2 separate regions of the Danio rerio genome follow, and region 1 is linked to region 2. Evidence: chromatin contacts called from public Hi-C data. All regions are on one chromosome and are shown on one strand. Each heading gives the region's core, a stretch centred on a gene start, on an enhancer-like site or on the middle of the called end of the contact. The rest is flanking DNA. Distances are from core to core; before and after follow the strand shown.

The links. Hi-C and Micro-C count contacts between places; a contact is called where the count stands out from the background.
Region 1: a Hi-C map of an unstated tissue shows a contact between it and region 2, with 3 times the contacts expected there. The contact joins the promoter of tfec here to the enhancer-like site in region 2. A contact is called at or near these places in 2 of 18 Hi-C or Micro-C datasets (caudal fin and an unstated tissue).

Annotation. Positions count from the first base shown.
Region 1 is chr4:6,518,573-6,521,352 of GRCz12tu, reverse strand. tfec (transcription factor EC) reads right to left here and starts at 1,450. Exons shown (of 8, transcript NM_001030105.2): 1 at 1,229-1,450; 2 at 242-487. The coding sequence starts at 1,288. All of the region lies in intron 2 of LOC141381572 (a long non-coding RNA gene), which reads left to right.
Region 2 is chr4:6,466,558-6,469,257 of GRCz12tu, reverse strand. It overlaps a transcript of tfec not described here. Among named protein-coding and RNA genes, the nearest start is that of tfec, 52 kb to the left of the region's middle. Within about 2 kb of position 1,322, at least 4 of the 62 cell types and tissues checked have an H3K27ac peak or open chromatin away from gene starts, as enhancers often do.

The DNA.
Region 1 (2,780 bases), core at 201-2,700, 52 kb before region 2:
CTTGTTTGGGGTTTCATTTTCACTCTCATCAATCATTGTGTCAAAAGTGAGTGAGAGTCGTGTGAATAAACAAAAGCGCTAATCCAATAACAGACGCGTCATCATTTCAGAAACATGACTGTCAGGATGAAACACTTCTTATCAGAGAAACTGACGTGACGTGATCAAATCTGAATATTGATGAGAACAAACTCACAGAGAGAGAGAGAGAGAGAGATAGCAGATGGCAGGGTTTACAAACCTCACTGTCGTGATTGTTGGCTAGTGTTAGCAGGGTAACCGGGCTTCCTGGCGTGCTGCTGTCGCTCACGGGTGGCATGTGTCCATTGCGCATGACGGGCACCGTGCCCAGGGCCTGTCCTGGGAGTGGATGGGCAACAGGGTGAGCTTGGCTAGCGAGTTTGCTGCCCAAAGCGAGGTACTGTTTGACCTGCTGTGCCTGCGTCTGGTTGAGGTGGTACTTGGAGTTCTCCAGATGACTTTGAACCTTCAATGAAATTTGGATGAAATGGTTCATAAATGATGTCCTGACTTGTTATATCGAATTTTTTTTTCAATTAAAATCAACTTGGTTTATTCATTACAAAAAATAAAACAATGTAAAAAGTATTCATATTGTAAGCCTATATATAATTAATTAATAATAAACAATAATGTCAAGCATACCATGTCTTTATCTCAGTTAGGTGTTTAAAAAAGATTCCCTAAAGTGACTTAACTAGTATAACCCAATATTCGCCAATAAACAAACCAATATGCCAAACAAGACCCAAATTGAAATCGATTAATTTCTTTACTCTTACATTGTGATCCAATATAAAGGGGCAGTTCACCCAAAAAATTAAAATTCTGCCATCATTTACTAACTTCTGACTTGTTCCAAACCAGTTTGAGGTTTTATTTTTGTTCTGTTTAACACTAAATAAAATAATTTTCATAGTATTTGTATGGAACATTAGGAAATAAGACATTAAGACATTCTTCAAAGTATCTTCTTTAGTGTATAACTGAACAAAAACACTTAAACTGGTTTGAAACAAGGTTCCATGCAAAGTTAGATATCTAGTCAAAATGTCATTATATGATTTCATTATATGAGCAAAAGCAGATCCAGAGAGGATTTCAAACGACACCAGGATGAGTAAACGCTGACAACACATTCAAAAAACCCAAAACATCCTTAATTCTTGCGCAAAACCAGTCAAAGCAGAACGTAGCAAGTCCTTACGTTGGCAACCCGAGCGCCGTCTCTCATCTTGTAGAAACTACAGTCGGTTAAATGTGGCATTCTCAAACCCAGTAGGTCCACGAAAGTAGGATCCCAGGAAAGCGACTGTTGTCCCCGTCCGGTCTTTATAAGCGAAGCAGGAGGATCTCGCTGACCTAATTAGTACTAACACCAGGCCCTTTTCCCTCAAGTGGAGAGATTACTGATCTGACAGGTTTGATCACAGCTGGGCCGAGGTCTTTCGTCTATATTGCTAATTCATTGGCACCGCCCTGTTGTGTTTGCGTGAAGCGACCAATCCCAGACTTCCCTCTTCTGCCACTTCTGCTTCAGGGGGTACAAGACAAACACTGCTTGTTCAGTGCGGTTTCCAAATGACCCAGAGGCTCATCTCTTAGGCGCATTTCACTACACAATATTGTCTTGTAGCTGTTTTCAAAAACTAACTGTGGTGAACCCGGCTGCGTACTCTAATTTTAGTCGATAATATATGGTGAAGCTAAATTTAGGAGGAAAGCATTCATTCGGGGTGACCCGTAGTAGTCATTATTGTGTTGTATGGGTTCACAAAAGCACAACTGTTGAGTTTCTTTAATGGGGGTCAAAGTGTTTTCAGCAACAAGAAGAAGAAGACGAAGAAATGAACTTCTTTTGACCGCTGACTAAAAATACTGGACGCAAGTTATGTTTAATTTGATCAAAGCGGCTATTGGAGATAACAAAAGAGACGTTTATTCCATTGGAGATCTTAAATGGAAAATATTATCCCATATGCACTGAAATAGTTATTTAAGGCCTCGCAGGATGAATCCAAAACCCAAATCGGATCTTCTATGCCCCTTTGACTGCGTATTCAACAGTTCAGTGGAGGTCTGTCTCTGTTTATCAGCCATCGCAAAGCTCTTTTCATTGCACACACTGGATTTGGCTTCAAAGAAAAAAAAGAGAGAGTAACTTCTCTCTTATCCCAGGCAAAGGTGAAAGAAGCCATTGTGTGCCTGAGAGCTCATCTCTGCATTGGGGAAGGGTTATTGGGCTATGTGTGCTAAAGGGCCGCGTTCCTGACTTACATCTCTCTTTTTCTATTGTGAACGCAGGATATACGACTGTTAACCAATTACAGCTTGTAATGCGATTGAAGTTGAAGTGATTTTGTTCACAAAATGCGGTGCAGACAATGGAGGCCTTGTGTGTGAAGATGTATTAGATGCCATTTTTAAAACAACATCAGACATTCATTTAATAAACGTTCAGGGGGCGGATTGTGAGATGCTCACTGATACAGTTATAAGGCAAGAGTTTTCAGCACCCTCAAGAGAAGATGAGATTTGCACGCAAAATGTGTTTGTAAACTTGAGATTATTGCTGGAAAAATGTTGCACGGACATGAGGTGTAGCAAATTGGCACGCGTTAGTGAAGTTAAGCTAATGAAACTCAAAATGTGGATTGAAAAATGTTTATACGCACGATACTGGAGGCCATGTTGAAGATCAAAATCCAATTTCAGTTTTCAGTGGTATACTAGGGAAATCTTGAGTTGCATGAAACTAA
Region 2 (2,700 bases), core at 73-2,572:
TAATAATGTCTATATTACATTTTGGTCATTGTTTCAATAGATTTATTTTTTATTTATTTACTTATGTATTTATACGTAATTACTATTATTACTAAATATTGCTAATTATTAGTTATTAACTGTTTTAATTTGTTCTCAATGTGTCTGAATATTTATTATTATTATTATTATTATTATTATTATTATTATTACTGGTATTTATTTATTTATTTATTTATTTATTTATTTATTTATTTATTTATTGTGTCTTCATTTTTCAATATGGTCCCAAAATGGAGAAAAAAAAACTTTTTAATTATTAATAATGATGATAATGATTGTTTTAGTTATAAATACTTTTTTACATAGTATTTTTATTATTAATATCGAAAGCAATGATTTCAATTATTGAATTGAAATCATTGCTTGATTTTTTTAATAACATTTCAATTTACTGTAGGCTTATTATTATTGTTTTGTATTAATGTATATATTATAGTCATATTATAGTCATAGTTATTATGGTCACATTGTGTAAAAAGATTTATTTTTTTATACATATTTATTATTATTATTGCTTCATATTGGTAATTATTGATAACTGATTTAAATGTTTCTCGATATTTATTATTATTATTACTTTTATTTATTCATTGTGTTTTCCTATTTCAATATGGTCCCAAAAAAAGGTTTAAATTCTTAATAATAATGATAATTACTTTTTAATTTTATATATATATTTTATATCATATTTTATTATTAATATTTTTAAATTATTGTTTCAACATTTTTCTAGAATATTTATTTCAATGCACTGCATGTCTATTATTGTTTTGTAATAAAGACTATATGATGTGTTGGTCATAGTTTCAAAATATTTATTATTATGATTATTATTATGATTATTATTATGATTATTATTATTATTATTATTATTATTATTATTATTATTATTATTATTGCTAGTAATAATAATACTAATTTTATAATTATGTGTTTTATTTTGGTCTCAATGAGTCTAAATATTTATTTATCTGTGTCTTGGTTTTTAATATGATGGTTTTATCCCAAAATAAAAAATAATAATAATAATAACAACAACAACAACAATAATAATAATAATAATAATAATAATAATAATTACTATCATTAACATTATTCTTAACAATAACTTTATTGTCTGTTTTTGTTTTTTTATCTTTGTTTAGCATTTTATTCTGCTTTGGGCTTACATGAGCTTTTATTTATACATTTTTTTATCCCAATTGTTTGAATATATTATTTATTATTTATATATTATTGTTATTTCAGTTTTGGGGGAGCCTCATAGACCAAACAAATGTTTGAAATATAAATTTTGAAAAATACTGTTTATAAATGTTTATAATAGCATTAAATGAGCATCATTTCAGACTGCTGGTCTTTGCAAATGATCTAATATTGGCAGTGTATCGTTGTGGTGTTCAGGACAGGTGCAGAATAAATACATATTTTTTGCGCAGTCATACCTCGTGTCACAATTGCGACAGCGGCTCATGTGCTCAATTCAGACGCCCCCTGAATAGGCACCCAATTAAAAAATGAGTGCAAAAGAAACCACTTCCTCTGCAAACAAGGAATGGGTGCAAAAAAGTCCCATGATGGATGGAATTTCCTGTATGAAAAACAATATATGTGACGAGACCCGAATAGAGGAAGTCTGATTGAAAAGTGTGGTGGAGGCTGCAGCTTTAAAATAGTTTTTTGCTTTGTCACATTGTTGCTCTGTAAACACACAGCGTGAGTCTTGAAATACATTACTCAACAGCAGACAGATTCATCTACACAAAACCCTCACAAAAGACAGACATTAAGCAAACATTTTTGCCAACTTCAGCTAATAAATTAAGTGCATATTAGAGAAAGATTAAAAATCAAAACAATAGAAGTGTAATATGGTTTTATATGTTTTTGTTTCTATTTTCTGTACATTGCAATGTGTTTTTATATCTGATCCAAAGATAAATGTACATTTCTTCATTTCTTACAAATGTTTTTTATGATTTACAGAATATAAAAACACTAAAGACAGACAGACAGACAGACAGACAGACAGACAGACAGACAGACAGACAGACAGATAGAAATCTTGTCATGCATATTTACATTAAAAGTTACTATTGAAGAGATTCTATTTCTAAATAACAGTGATGCCACAAATAATTCCTGTCACTTTTAATTCTTCATACTTATTCCTATTCTTCAAACCACCAGGTTTTATCCATTTGCCAGCTTGAGCTTTTTTTAAAGGATAAAAATGTTTATGAACATTTATTTTTCATTTATTAATTTTCCTTTGGCTCACTCCCTTATTTATCAGGGGTCACCACATTGGAATGAACCGCCAACATTTATTATATTATATTATATTATATTATATTATATTATATTATATTATATTATATTACATTATATTATATTATATTATATTATATTATATTATATTACATTATATTATATTATATTATATTATATTGTTATATTATGTTATATTATGTTATATTATGTTATATTATATTATATTATTTATATTATATTATATTATATTATATTATATTATATTATATTATATTATATTATATTATATTATATTATATTATATTGTTATATTATATTATATTATTTATATTATATTATATTATATTATATTATATTATATTATATTGTTATATTATATGATAC